Linked DNA regions of Sus scrofa: region 2 is linked to region 1. The links are chromatin contacts, called in public HiChIP or PLAC-seq maps. All regions are on one chromosome and are shown on one strand. The core of a region is the stretch at or near the end of the contact, and the rest is flanking DNA. Distances in the headings are between cores, read along the strand shown. Region 1 overlaps PTGFRN (prostaglandin F2 receptor negative regulator). Region 2 has its middle 46 kb from the start of PTGFRN.

Region 1 (7,833 bases), core at 3,790-6,289:
CCTGGGCACATATCTAGACAAAACTATAACCTGAAAAGATACATGCACCTCAATGTTCAAACAGCACTATTTACAATAGCCAAACTATGGAAGCAACCTAAATATCTGTAGACAGTAATGATAAAGAAGATGTGGTATGTATATATAATGGAATACTACTCAGCCATAAAAAAGAACGAAATAATTTGCAGCAATTTGTAGATGGACTTAGAGAGTATCATACAAAATAAGCCAGACAGAGAAAGACAGATATCATGATACCACTTATGTGTGGACTCTCCCTGCAAAGAGATACAAATTAGCTTATTTCCAAAATAGAAACAGACTCAAAAACAGAGAAAACAAGATTATGGTTACCAAAGGGGAAATGAGGGCGAGGAAGGGATTAATCTGAAGGTTGGGATTAACATAGACACACTACTACATAAAATAGATAACCAACAAGGACCTACTGCATAGCACAGGGAATTCTACTCAGTATTTTGTAATAATCTGTAAGTGAAGTGAATCTGAAAAAAAATACATTTTATCTGTGTGTGTATATGTTATATGTGTGTGTCTAACTGAATTGCTGTGCTGTATACCTGAAACTAACATGATGTTGTAAATCAATTATACTTTGAAAAAAAAATTTTTTTTGTCTTTTGTCCTTTTTAGGGCCGTACCCATGGCATATGGAGGTTCCCAGGCTAGGGGTCCTATTGGAGCTGTTGTCGCCAGCCACAGCCTCAGCCATGCCAGATCCGAGCTGAGTCTGTGACCTACACCACAGCTCACAGCAACACCGGATCCTTAACCCTCCGAGTGAGGCCAGGAATCAAACCTGCAACCTCATGGTTCCTAGTTGAATTTGTTTCTGCTGTGCCACGACAGGAACTCCAAAAACCAATCAACCAACCAACCAAGGATCTGCTCCCTAATCTGGCTCCCAGGACAGCCTGCTCGTATACACACTTCCTCCTAAAGCTTCGGCCTGCTGCAAAGCAAACCCACTCCCATCCCCGCTCAGAAAGACTTTGTTTTGTGATGATGGGTCGTTTGACTCCTTTGTCTCAACTTTCAAAACAATGAAAATTTTTCAGAACTATTGGCTAATTTGTAATAGCAGATATTTTGTGCCTCCTGTGGACTGGGATCTGACCTAAGGGTTTTCACAGATCACCCCTTTTTACTCTCACAACAGTTCCATAAGGCAGGCACAACAATCTGCATAACCGGCATTTATGACAGGAACCACTGTATCCACTCTCCTTGCATCCTCATTTAATCCTCAGAACGACCTTATGGGACAGGTACTATTTTCACGTACATTTCCTACATGAAAGAAATCAAATCAAATCAAAGCTCAAAGAAGGTAAGTTCAAAGACTGAGGACAGCATGGGGTGTGGGAGCAGAATCACAAGAGAGGCTTTGGCTCCATGGCCTGGCTCCCACCAGGGCCAAATTGCACAACTGCATTACACACCCTGCTATCAATGCCTCCTCAAAGCCTGCCACGTCCCGGAAGACAAGAGTGATGATTCAGCTGAGGCCCTAATCCTGAACGTGCATAAGAGGGTCAGGTTCTAATACCCTCTTTGAAATTTAGGTAACTGGGTAGAGTTAATTAGATGAACAGGCTGCACACAGGAGTTAGAAGAAAAAGAAGGCAGGCCCTTGTGTCTGTCGATGCCGGTTTTATTTTCTTGAACTGGGCAGGACTGGTTTTTTTGGCCTTGACCATGGCTTGTGGAGGTTCCTGGGAAGAATCCACACCATGGCAGTGACCTGGGCCACTGTAGCGACAACACTGGATCCTTAACCTACGGTGCCACAACAAAATTCCTGGGCGGTACTTTAGCGGCAGCTAGGTGACTCGATTAATTGTCAGAGAGCTGCCACAATCTCATGTGTATATAACAATTAAATATTCTTTAACATTTACACAGAACAGGCTATAAATAAGGAACTGTTACGGGGGGGGGGAGTCACACTTAGTAGAACCATTATTATGAGGTTGCCTTCAGCATTAGTGATTTCAGAGCAATCAAGGTAACATATTTGAATGGTATACTTGTGCCCCCACATAATGTCTGTTTTATTATCTTGCCTGGGCAGGCCTTTTTTTTTTTTTTTTTCCCGAATGTCCAAAGTGACACATTCGTTCCACTTTTTTTTTCCATCATCCCCACTCCCTCCCTCCAGAGAAGGAAGAGAGAATTACCAGACTTAGGGGTGGAGGCAAGAAAGGGGCGAGGGGTGGTGAGTTCAGCCCCTTTTTGGACACACATATTCCTAGCTTTCTAAGCCCTAACATACCCTTTATGCCTTATCTGGTTAAGAACTTGGTGAAGAAGGGCATGTTCTATTTTGACTCTGCCTCCAAAACACCAATCAGTCACCACCGCCACCACGAAAACGTACAGAACACTGAAGTGCCAGGCACTGTGCTAAACACTTAGATGCAGTATCCCAGGAAGCCGGGAAAACCCACGTTCAGACATCTTGAGCAACACACCTGCGATAACACGCCTAGAAGGTAGTGGAGCTGGACTCCAAAGCTCTTCTGCCTTCAGAGATAATCCCGGACTGACAGCTGATTGTAGCTGCCTGTAAAACTCTGCAGCTCTAAATCCTGTCTTCTAGAGGCGGCAAGGAATTGTGAAGTCTCTACCAAACACTTAGCAGATTAACAGCTCCTTTTAAAGAAAAATAATTACCTTCCTCGCTGGCACACTGCTGGAAGAGGGGATGGTCCCAGAGTGGGGAAGAATGCAAATCAGGTGCTTAAGCCTGAACAGCAGAACTCAGCTCTGCCTCCTCTGGCTCTCGCATCTGAAGCCCGTGGAACCCTCTCCAATTAACACCACGGAAGTCTGGGACTTCGGGCAGACCGCTCAACCATGAACTGATTAGTATCCAACTCTTGCCAAGGGCTCATTTAAGACATCTGATAGCAGGGAAAGATGGCTTAATATGCAGATGAACCAGCCATTCCTCCAGATTCTCTATAGTTTTAGCCATATACTAAATTGGATCAACACAAAGCAACATTTGTCCCCCACAGTAACTCAGCTTCTTGCAGAAACTTCTTCACACACTTAAGATTTATACCCTCAGCTTTTATAGGGAGTGGATATAAGAAACATCCATTTAAACAATCACTTAGAGCCTTTTGTAAGAGAACAGTTAAAAGCACTGTCCATTATGTTATCCAATGCCCCTTAAATAAAAAAGCACATGATAAATTCAGTGCCAAGAAAAAGTTTGTCTCTCTTTTGTCTTCCTTCATCAGAGAACTGTATAATCACATCGCTTTTTGCCTCAACTCTCCAAAACTTCAGAGGCAAATGCAGTACTCAAATGCAGTAACTGATTCATCCCAACCATCTTGCAATATCTATTCTTTGATTTTTTTTTACCCCTTTTGATCTTGATTTTATTTTTATGTCTCTTGCTTTAAATTGGACTTTGTTTTGCAAGCCAACTTAAATCTTTTTCCCTTCAAAAGTAGGGCATACATCCTAAGTAAAGAGGCTTTTTCTTACCCTCTAAAAAATCATAGCCCTCCCAGTGGCTACAAGTGCTCTTGGACTTGACAGACCCATTCATATCACTGCCTGATCTGTCTAGTCAACACAAAGGAACTTGAGAAGACCTCAATCAGCTTCAACCTCTCATGGACTCAGGGCACCAACCCCAAGCAACTAAGGACAAGAATGCCCCTAGCTTTTAGGACTCTCTGCTCTTGAGTTTCAGGAGTGAACTGATTCCCAAAGTCAAAACTGTTTTCACATAGGATGACAATACCTGGGACAGACTTCACTTAAGATGAAAATACTTGAGATAGACTTGACCATGGGCTATACTTCTGCCTGAGCCATTCTGAACATTTCTTTTGAAATAAAAGAAACAAGCATTAACTACTGCATAGGGAGTTCCCATCATGGCTCAGCAGAAACAAATCTGACTAGTATCCATGAGGATGCAGGGGTCCATCCCCGGCCTTGCTTGGCGGACTGGGATCTGGCATTGCTGTGAGCTGTGGTGTAGGCCAACAGCTGTAGCTCCAATTCAGCCCCTAGCCTGGGAGCTTCCACAGGCCGAGGGTGTGCCCCCCTCACCCCCGCCAAAAAAGAAAAAGAAAAAGAAAAAAAAAAAACCAAAACAATAAACACTGCATAGACTCCACTGTCCAAAGATGACTGCACTAACATGTCCCACCTCACATGGCCTTTGTCCAATGTAACCCCACTACTCTCCCACTAAGAGGCGAGGTCTCTTCCTTTACCCCCTTGAACTTGCACAGACTCTGTGATGGTTCTGACCAATAGAAAACAGTGGAAATGCACTGTGCCAGTCCCAGGAATTGCTTTTAACTGGCCAGGCACTTGCACTTCGTGGGCCTTGGCAGCCAGCCGCCAGGTAAGAAATGGGACTGTCCTGAGAAGACGGTGCCATGGGAAGCCCAAGACACATGGAAAGGGCCTGGATGAGATGCCATGTGGGGACAGAGAGAGGTGTCCCGGCACATGGTGACACGTGCATGAGAAACCCACCTGGAAGGGGCCTCAGCCCTAGCTGTCCCGGATGTCACCATGTGCATCAGAGATGAACCCATTGAATCCTTCCCTAAATCCTGACCCTCAAAACTGTAGAAAAATAGAAATGGGTTTCTCACTCACAACGTTATTGCGGGCATCAAATATTTAAGGCATGTAAAGCCCTTGGCCCAGTCCCTGGCACGCAGTAGGTATTCAGTACATGGTGGTTATTATTTTTAATGTGCCAAGTAGCAAAACCAAGCGCTTTGTGTAACACCTGCATGGGGAACCAGCTTCCTCAAGAGCTCTTTTGGAACAACATTCCATAGTCACACGACATAAGACGATCAACAGAAATAGAGGACTGGGCAGGTCACCTGTCGTCCTGCCACTTCTCAGTTTTCGCCAACAGGCCCCGAGCTGCATGAGGACTGGCAGCCACATGCACACGCACACATGTTGCAGATCTAGACAGAACCACACAGTGTCAAGTCAGACCTGATGGTTGCCCGGGCAGAGAATGAGAAAGGTCTCCTTCTGTCCTCGTGCCTGGTTCGCCTGCTGACAAGTGTCCAGGGAGCTGTAATGGTGTGAGTCACAGGCTCAGGGAAGGTGGAGAGATTTAAGGGGAGGACAGAAAAATACCACTCACACTCCTGGCAGGTTTATCCCATGGGCAAATATCTGAGTATTCTGAGCTGAACGTTATTGCTTTCTCTGCAATTCTTCTTTGCCTATGCACCTATTTGAACACTATCTGTGTCAGTGCCAGTTCATCCACCCATCCCGCCAAGGTTTAGTGAGTGCTCATTAGGTGCAAAGAACCGAGAGAGGTGCGGGGTCTGGGGCCTTAGGTCAGCCCGGGAAATGCACACTGACGGCTTTCAGAAGAACAGTGTTGGATCCCTGGGATAATAACTGAACCTTTTCCCACAATTTAGTCTCTTTATTTCTTCCCACTCTCTGGAGAACACAGCCACCAACAAATCCCTTCCAGCTAAAAGAGCCCCTTCCCTGCCAGAGCCCCCTCCTGTTTCCTGCCAGTCCCCGCATCTCCCCCAGGGAATGCGGGGATCAATGCAGGAGGACTTCAAAGAGGCCCTCAAATTGGAGTGCAGGCAGCACTTTCTTTAAAAAAAAAAAAAAGAAAGAGAGAGAGAGAAAGAGCCCTGCTTGAGCTGTGATTCCTTGTCGGCGGGGGCGGGGCACCGAGTCCGCGCTGGGATGTGACAGTCACGCACAATGTGCCGAGGATCAGGGCCCCGAGACACATTCAGCTCCAGAGATGAAAACTCTCCTTTTGCTGCTGACAACGTCTGTGTTATTTTGAAGGCTGCTAAGGAGAGTTCTAGCCGGGCTACCATTGTTCCAGTTCAGTACTTCACAGCGAGGCTCGCGCCCAGGGTTCAGACGGCAGGAATAAAAGCTCTCCAGATAAACCCCGCGCCTTTCACTTTGCAGATATCAAAGCACCCCTCCGGGAGCAGGGAGGACCAGCACCCCGCCTCGCCCCGTTCTGCACAGGACACACTGTCTGCTTATGACTCTTCTTCTCCCTGCCCCCTCTGTCCCTACTTGCCAACCCCTCCTCTTTGCCAAAGAACGGCTTCTTAGGAAGACACAGACTGTGAGTGTGCCACTAACCTGAGTGAAGATTTCAATGCAGGGGCAAGGACGCGCTGAGAACGAGCTGGGGCTCCCGGCAGGAGGATGTTTAGCGTTAGACAAAGGGGGACATGACTTCCTAGCCTAATCTCCTAACAGAGCCATGCCAAATGCCTTCACGTGGGCTGGGAACAGTCAGGGGACAGCAGAGAGATCAAGCTCAAAACAGCAGGCTGTCACCATCTTTGCAGTAATGGGTGTGGGAAGCGAAGCTGTCCACACTCCACTCAGCCCCATCCTGCTGAAGCTCACTTGCAGTTCATTATAAGACAGCAAGAAAATTAGGGAAAGTCAGCCCTGGAAGGCAAGCATTCAGGTAAACAGGAGATGGGGAAGATGAGACTGGAAAAAAAGAAGAGGATATGACAATGACCTTCACGTATATGACAAGTAGCCCTAACATGGGTGGCAAGGTGGGCAACGGTTGAGGGCCACTCTGCACCTCCACGGGAACCAGATGTGGGGAGAGAGCTCACCAGAAAAGGGGAAACAGGAAGGCTCCTAACATAATTGATATCTGGGAGAAAAACATCCATCACTTTGGGATTCCAGGGCATTCAGTGGAAAAAAAAAAAAAAATGTGTTCCATTAACTGAAGGAATTCTTTTTCTTCTGCAGCCTTTAGAAAAGCACCAGCTCCTGCCAGAGAGAACCTAGGAGTCTAGGAAGAGGAAAGGAGGACTGGCAGTTTTCTGCCTCCAACAAAGATCCATTTCAATGAGCCACGGAGCTGGGCCCCCGACCCTACAAATCTCGACCACGAAAGGAAACCATGTCCTCTCCCATGAGCATATTGAGACCACTGAGGGCACCTTATCTAAACATTTCCCTTGCCTGCCAGGTTCGATTTCAGCCAGTTTTGCCTTCGCCCCCAGCTTGGGATCTAGCCAGGCGAAAGTATACTTGTCCTGATATCAAGAACCCCCAAGTAATGCAAAGCACACCGCTCTCTGGCTCCTCTCCATATCCCAGAGAGAGGATTAAGCCCAAGAGGTGAAGAGCCATCCTCCAAACCACTCACCTAGCCAGGTCACAGCCACTCCAGCTGGGGCCGACATAGCCTCAGCCACCTTGTGCCAGGTCCTGTTGTGCCCGGGTGTCCAGAGCGCCACATGGCAGAAGTAGTAGCCAGCATTTTCTCTGCTAACATCTCGAACCAGTAAATGGTAGGAGCGTGCATCCATGTGACTCAGGGCCACGTGGGGAGAGCTGTGTACCAGGGAATCACGGTCCAGCCGTGCTAGCACATGGGGGCCGGGTAAGGTGCTGTCCGGCGTCCTGCTGAAGTACCATGTCACCTCGGGCCGCACGTCATCCACTCGGTCTGTTGTGATGTTGCAGCTCAGGTCCAGCAACTTTCCTTCGGCCACAGACACATTCCTGGCCACAGTTACCTGGAGAACTGGAAGATGAAAAGCAAAGGCTTTTAGAGACGCTCCATTATGTTTGCCCCCCTCCACCCTCCCCCACCCCGATCATCTCCTATTTACAAGTTAGAAGGCTTTGTACAGTTTTTTTTTAATTCCTCAATGAATTTTATTACATTTATAGCTGTACAAGGAGCGTCACAACCCAATTTTGTAGCATTTCCATCCCAAACCCCCAGCCCATCCCCCCACCCCCCAACCTGTCTCCTTTGGAAAC
Region 2 (7,833 bases), core at 1,744-4,243, 100 kb after region 1:
AATAAATCCCCCTGCAGAAAAGAAAACCACAGGTTTAATACCTAGTATATCCCTCTGGGGAAGCCTCCAGTCTCCCGAGCTCCCTCTTTTTCTTTTTTGGCCATGCCCACAGCATGCAAAATTCCCAGAGCAGGGATCAAACCCGTGCCACAGCAGTGACCCAAGTCATTGCACTGACAATGCTGGATTCCTTAAACCACTATGCCACAAGAGAACTCCTCTTTTAAAACTGCAAATCAGGAGTTCCCATCATGGCACAGCGGAAATGAATCCGACTAGGAACCATAAGGTTGCGGGTTCAATCCCTGGCCTTGCTCAGTGGGTAGGGGATCCAGTATTGCCGCCGTGAGCTGTGGTGTAGGTTGCAGACACAGCTCAGATCCGGCGTTGCTGTGGCTCTGGTGTATGCCCGCAGCTCTGATTAGACCCCTAACCTGGGAACCTCCATATGCCATGGGTGCAGCCCTCAAAAGACAAAAAAAAACAAAAAAAAATCCTGCAAAGCAAAAGGTAACTCAACTCGGAGTTCCCGTTGTGGTTAAGCGGGTTAAGAAACTGACTAGTATTCATGAGGATGCAGTTCAATCCCTGGCCTCACTCAGTGAGTAGGGGATCCAGCTTTGCCGTGAGCTGTGGTGTAGGTCACAGATGCAGCTCAGATCCCTTGTTGCTGTGGCTGTAGCACAGGCTGGCAGCTGCAGCTCTGATTCAACCTGTAGCCCAGGAACTTCCATATGCTGCAGGTGTGGTCCTTAAAAGCAAAAAAAAAAAAAAAAGATGCCTATGAGTTCCTATTGATATAGTCATATAAATGAATAAATATATGTGAAGAAATTATTTCTTACAGTAGAAAGTCAACCAAAAAAAAAAAAAAAAGCAGAAGAAATAATGGTATCAGAAAGGCACCATTTGGCAATCATCAGTGTAATAATTTCGAAAACAAACATCAAGGGGTGGTGGTGAATATGGGTAACAGGTGAGGTGAGGAAAGGGCCCAAGCTTTGCCCCCATCTCCTGGGCATTCCTGGATCAGTGTGGGTGGCAGAATTGTATCTGCATGGCTGACCTGGGTGCATACCTCTCTCTGTGTCCTGGGCTCTGTCTCGTTCCTTATTTCTCTTGATCTTTCTATATTCATACAAGCTTGAAGTAAATTTTACGGAAAGGTTTTAAGAGAGCAATGATAAATAAGAGCTAACATTTACTTCACACGTGTTCTCTCATGTAATCCTTATACCAACCCTTCCAGGGAGGACCCTTCTCATGCATGTGCTATACCATGAGGACACTTGGTCCCAAAGACATGAAATAATAACTCCATCAGCAAAAGGAGCTGGCTTCTGAAGATTAATAATGTGACCCAAGGAGTGGGAATGAAGGACAGGCCTCAGGCAGGCCCGCAAAGGTCAAGTTTAAGCAACTACGATTGGCATTGACTTGCCAATGGAACTCATGCCCACTCAGCTATGTGAACTTGATTTCCAGTGACATTTGCATCTTTTTATGTACGTTGTTTCTCCTACCCCTACTTAAAGTGACTATGGGGACCCAAACTGGGGGAGTGGTTGGAAGTATAAGAGTCCAGTGAGGGGGCCAGCGGGAGACGTCAGTCCAGGTGCAGGCACTAAGGAGTGTATCAGTCTGCAGAGAGTTTAAAAATAATAAAACCAACGAAAAGCCATCTGGTCTGTATTATCGCCATGCACCATGGCGAGTCTAAATAAGGTCATTGACAAAATGTTCCTCTTAGCCAAGGGCTGGCTCCTCCACCCTCCACCACTTTGGAATGCCACTGGATGAGATTCCTCTCACTCCACAGTCAGATTTATCTTTGATTTCCGAGACTTTACAGCACCTTCGTATAATAGATGCTCAATACCACATTACATTGAAAAAATGTTTTAAAAATGTAAACTTGAACTCAGATATATATATGTGGCCCTTTAAAACTGGGCTGGAGATCCCCCAAAGACTGGCCTGGGTGTCACCTATCCCAAAGGAAACTTGAGACAACACAGGCCCGCTCTGTTAAAACACAGGAAAATTGAGGCAATTACCCAAATTCTGTGGGCGACGCTGGAGCTCTACTGAAATGATATAGACAGCTGCCTTCATTTTTCACTCTGCGTTGGCAGTGGTTATCAGGCACACCACCAAGTGACTTTATGTATATATTTTATTTCCTCTTTTTTTTAGGAAAACCAGTGAAAATCACCTCATAATTCAGAATATTAAGGGATCCATTAGTTTGAGTTGGCCTTGGGATCCACAGGGAAGCTAAGTGCTTAGAAAACCCTCCTTCTCCAGCACAGACACCCTCCAAACTCTCAAATTACCCAAACCAGCTCATAATTGGGACCAGCTGGCAGAGGAGAGAAGAGGCCCCTGCACCCAGCCAGGAATCACGTTACAAATTTCATCCCTAGAAAGGAGCTCGTCTGGTTCCATGAAGGGTTAAGACGTGGGAGGTCAAAGGAATAGTACTTGGGAGCTGGAACTGAAGCCCGTTAAATAGAGCCTGAACGCAAAGGGTGCTTGCATTCGCTCTGGCAGCCGCTCAGTTTTTCCAGGACACAGCATGTATGAAAGAACCGAGTTGACTGTGCAGGGTTACAGCATCAGCTGAGTTTCACTCTAGAGTGTGTCCTTCCAGAACTGGCATAATTGCTTTGTAAACTCCCCGATGGCTTTCCTTCTCCCCAACGTATTCCCACTCAGCTTGGGAGTACAGACCTTCCCGTCTGTGCACCAGGAGTAGGGAGGCTTTTAAATGAGCGGTGTCTGTGGCACCTGGTAGCTCCTCAGCTCAAGTGCTTCTTGAGATCTGCTTTCTCCTGCTTCCTTGACAGGCTACCAGCACCTCGACTCTGCACCCCCACCTCACTCTAGTGGGCGCCAGAACTGCAGCTCTGCTGGTGGAGAGCAGCTCATGAAGCCTGTCCTCCCAGCCTTGGCATTGGGTCCTCCTGCCTGGACCAGGAATCTGGAGGGAATGAAACCAGCCCTTGGCACGAGCGCGTGCTTTTACGGTAGAGTCAAGGGGCAGCAGTGGCCGTTAGCAGCAGAGTGGCTGCGGTGCCAATGGCACTGTCCCAACTGAGTGATTTTTCAGGGGTGTGACCTTGGCAGTCTTCTCCGGTGCCAGTCTCCTTGGGTTCTTGCCTGTGGGCCGGGCCAGATTCTCCAGGCTTCCTGTCGATTCTGTTAACTGCTTGAGGGCTTTCCAATACATTTTTTTCCTACTTAACAGAGTCAATTTCTGGTGTCAGAAACCAAGAACCCTGACTGGTAGAGCATCTGTTCCCCAGCCCCTCCCACCCCCCGCCCCCCAAGATGGAGGAAACTGCCACCAGCACTAATAAGAGAGAAAGGAGAGATGTAAAAAAAAAAACAAAACCCAAACCCCCAAACCAGGAGAATCAGAAGAAAGAACGAGAGTGGGGCAGTAGGAAAGGCTGGGGCCCTATAGGAGCACGAGGCCAAGGAGAGAGAGGAGCCTCATGGAGGAGAGGAAAATGGGGGGTGGGCGGGAGAGAAAGTGAAAGAATTGGCAGGTGAGGTGGAGCAGCCTGGAAGGGGTCATTCACCTTGTTAATGCGGTAATAGGAGCCTTGAAGGAAATTGCCGAGTGGCCTTCCTGAGGTATTTCTCCATTCCTATTTCTGGCAGCCAGTGTGGCTGAGATGGTTTTATGTGCCTGTTTCAGGAACAAGAGTTCCTTGATTTGGATTTGCTTCTGGAGATAAATGAAGGTGTTAGCTTTTACCTCAGACATTTATCAGACGCGCTCCATGCTTGGAAGCACACAGATATACGGGCATGCATATGCATACTGGGATATGATAAATATATGCATGAGAAAAATGGGTCTTGGGCTAGTTACGTAGGTGGGGGAATTTTATGTAACAAGCCTATTTCGTATCTCAAAGGGAAAACATTACTTACGATGCCATATTAGCATATCATTCATCATACCGGGAAGACAGAATGAAGAATATTTAACAATTAATAGAAATCATAGGAAAAATTATGATTAAGTGCCATCTGCTGGCTTCTGTGAGTTTTATTTTTATGCAGCTTCAAGCCTGTCCTCACAATTACCAAATGTCTTTCTTGTTGAGGGTGAATTTGCTTGTTCCATTATTTGGTCTATTAATGAATGCCTCATTGTGTGTGTGTGTGTGTGTGTGTGTGTGTGTGTGTGCACAAGCGTATGTGTGAATGAAACTAATTTGGGAGGACAAATTCACCCTACAAAAATCCATTTTCCTCTAAATTCTGATTTGAGAGCTCAGACAAGGGTTTATTTTAAAATTCTGTTTTCGTAGCAGATTGCAAAAGCCCTGTGTGCTTAGCATGTGTATAGAGGGGGAAAGCAGGGGGATGGTTCTTTGAAAGTGACTTCTCTCTTCCATTTCACTGCTCCCCTCTGAGAATGGATATGGTTTGCATCTCAAAAGCTCCGTCTAGTTTATGCCAGGTGAGAAATTTCCATGTCTCATTCTGATGACTTTGCAACAAGCAAGCGTCTCATCATTCAGAAGTTAGTGGAAAGGGAAACAGGTTCCATGCAAGTATTTTTGACCTCTTCCCCTGTGTCTAGTTCTGGAGCCTGGGCTGGAAGCGCTCAGCAGGAAATAGGTCTTGCTGTTAGTAAATTACCATGACTTGTGTTTACACGGTGAGTCAACAGGCCAGGTCAGCTCTCCTCTGCATGCAGACCCTTGAGCTGATTATTTATCTGGTTAACTCACATTCCAGATCCAGACTGTTGGCCTGTGATTAATAAGATTGTCAGGCCTGCCCAAGTAATAATTGTTGCTGTGAACTGAGAGCTTGCTATGTACTAGAAACTGTGATAGACTTTAGAAACACGTAAATGAATATTTAAATATTTATAGGAGATCCCATTGTGGCTCAATGGGTTAAGAACCTGATATAGTCTCCATGAGGATGTGGGCTCAATCCCTGGACTCACTCCGTGGGTTAAGGATCTGGCATTGCCACAAGTTGCAGTGTAGATAACAACAGCTCAGATTTGGCATTGCTGTGGCAGTGGTGTAGGCTGGCATCTGCAGCTTCCATTTGACCCCTTGCCTGGGAACTTCCATATGCTGCAGGTGCTGTAAAAAGAAAGAAAATAGGAGTTCCCATTGTGACGCAGTGGAAATGAATCTGACTAGTAACCATGAGGTTGCAGGTTCCATCCCTGGCCTACTCAGTGGGTTAAAGTTCCAGTGTTGCCATGAGCTATGGTATAGGTCGCAGACGCAACTTGCTGTGGCTCTGATTAGACCCCCTAGCCTGGGAACCTCCATATGCTGAGGGTGCGGCCCTACAAAGCAAAAGAAAAGAAGAGAAAATATTTATATATTCAAATAATTGCATATATGAAATTCATCTTAAAATTTCAACAAACATAATGTCATGCGAATGTTCATTATTTTAATGTTATATTTGATACATAAAAAGAGTATAGGTACTGAAATGTGTGTTATTACACGTAACAATAAAATGAACCTATCACAAGACTCAGGATGGGCAGCAGAACATCACCAGAACTGCTACATTGTGATGGATTATGTGAATTATTTCCATCTACTGCACTCTTAGGACATAGAGGTTATTTGCCCCACTTTACAGATCAGTAAACTGAGGCTCAGAAAGATACAGCACCTTCTCAGTCACACAGAGCAGGTAGGTAGGAGTGCTGTTGTCAGGGTTCAGCAATATCCGCTTCTCCCTCCCTCTCTGGGGGCAAGGCAGCCTCCTTCTCCCAGCCCCACCACAGGTGCACCAGGCCACTCACTCTGCCTTTAGGCACGTGAATGTGTCCCTTCCAGGCTGAGGCAACACAATATTCCTGAGAGATGGTCCAGGCCCTCTCCTCCCAGTGTGGCAGGTTCTGTCAGCTCTCTACCCATATCCCCCTGGTGCTCACTGTCCCCCATTCACACCAGTGCTTCTTCCCTCCCTCACCCGCAACTCTGAGCTCTAGTGGGCCTGGCAAGTTGGAACTGCCAGGGAGTGACTAGCCTCCAGGAGTGGCTTTGCATAATAATGACACAATAGGATTTGGTGGATAAATTCCACCCTTCTTTAGCCCCGGAGTGGGACAACCCTGGGCACGTTCTATTCCGTCTCACAGGCTCCTCCGGCGGCATCCTGTTCCTTAAAGCCCCCTACAATCATTTCCTTTCCTTCCCGGTCTCGCTTTCTTACACCTAAATAAGCTACTTGCGCTCACAGCCCGGGCTGAGAATCGACCTCTGCAAGAGGAGCCAGGCGGAGTACCTGGGTGTGTGTTCCGAGCATGCAGCTGCTCTGCGCTGTGCATCCTCTACGTAGCCCTCCGTCGTGCAGTGTTCACGTCCCCTTCCAGAAAAGACTTGCCTTCTGCCATCAGGCCCTCAGCTGCAGAGAGCCACCTTGCCCGTGGTCCAACCCGGGACATCTCCTCAGAGCTACTCAAGCTGCAGAGACCTGGTGCGTTAAGCTAGGGTGTTGCACCGTGACTCAGCTTCTCCCTCTGCACCATCCCGCTTCCTTCTGCTCTTTTTTACGGGCGTTGACCCCAAGGGCACTGCCTAACAACCCCCCGCGTGTTAATTTCCTTTCCAAGTCTGCTTTGTGGACACCCCAAACTGCCACATGCCATCAGGATGCGGACTGAGCAGAGCGGGAGCCCCTCCCCGTGGCGGACGAGCACTGTGCCTGAGACTGAACCTTTGGCGGGTTAAGCAGATGATATTTCAGGGTCGATAGGTGAGTACAGAATAACACAGTGAGTTAATTTATCTGCCTCCAATGCCTGCATTCTTTCCAGGTATCATTCCATTTCCCAAAACAATCATTCCCCACAGGCTTCAGCTGGAAGTTCTAACATCTCCTATCTTGACTGCATTCTGGCTTTTCTCATGTACGACCTTTGACTTTAATTGTTGGGGAGACTGCTGAGGCTGGCCATACAGGAGGTTTCAGAGGGTTTAAGTGACTCATCTAGCTTCACACCCTGGGTGGGGACTTGGAGGCTGGGCCTGGGCTTTGCCTGCAGCGTACTAGCTCTGGAAGACTGGAGGCCGACTGGTACTACTTTTTTTTTTTTTTTGTAGTTACTCGGTGGATTTTATTACATTTATAGTTGCACCATGAGCTTCACAACCCAATTTTATAGAATTTCCATCCCAAACCCTCAGTGCATCCCCCCCAGCCCCCCAACCTGTCTCATTTGGAAACCATAAGTTTCTGCAAAGAAGTTCATTGTGTCATTTATTTATTTATTTATTTATTTATTTTTGTCTTTTTTTGTCTTTTTTTTTGTTGTTGTTGTTGTTGCTATTTCTTGGGCCGCTCCCGCGGCATATGGAAGTTCCCAGGCTAGGGGTCTAATCGGAGCTGTAGCCACCGGCCTACGCCAGAGCCACAGCAACGCGGGATCCGAGCCGCCTCTGCAACCTACACCACAGCTCACGGCAACGCCGGATCGTTAACCCACTGAGCAACGGCAGGGACCGAACCCGCAACCTCATGGTTCCTAGTCGGATTCGTTAACCATTGCGCCACGACGGGAACTCCCTGTGTCATTTTTTTAGATTCCATATGTAAGTGATAGCATTTGATGTTTGTTTTTTTTTTATTATTATTTTATTTTATTTTTTTGTCTTTTTGCTATTTCTTTGGGCCGCTCCTGCGGCATATGGATGTTCCCAGGCTAGGGGTGGAATCAGAGCTGTAGCCACCGGCCTACACCAGAGCCACAGCTACACGGGATCCGCGCCGCATCTGCAGCCTATACCACAGCTCACGGCAACGCCGGATCGTTAACCCACCGAG

Evidence for each region. HiChIP or PLAC-seq counts read pairs in DNA pulled down with a chosen protein or histone mark.
Region 2: an H3K27ac HiChIP or PLAC-seq map of skeletal muscle shows a contact between it and region 1. The contact joins two enhancer-like sites. A contact is called at or near these places in 4 of 47 Hi-C or Micro-C datasets (embryonic fibroblasts, fetal liver and skeletal muscle) and 1 of 2 datasets of contacts at active chromatin or transcription factors (skeletal muscle).

What each region holds. Positions count from the first base shown.
Region 1 is chr4:103,775,107-103,782,939 of Sscrofa11.1, forward strand. It overlaps PTGFRN (prostaglandin F2 receptor negative regulator), which reads right to left. Exons shown (of 9, transcript XM_013997237.2): 4 at 7,211-7,591. Among named protein-coding and RNA genes, the nearest start is that of CD101, 43 kb to the left of the region's middle. Within about 2 kb of position 5,040, at least 6 of the 83 cell types and tissues checked have an H3K27ac peak or open chromatin away from gene starts, as enhancers often do. A contact at or near this core is called in skeletal muscle, where this site is marked.
Region 2 is chr4:103,877,493-103,885,325 of Sscrofa11.1, forward strand. No RefSeq gene overlaps it. Among named protein-coding and RNA genes, the nearest start is that of PTGFRN, 46 kb to the left of the region's middle. Within about 2 kb of position 2,994, at least 22 of the 83 cell types and tissues checked have an H3K27ac peak or open chromatin away from gene starts, as enhancers often do. A contact at or near this core is called in skeletal muscle, where this site is marked.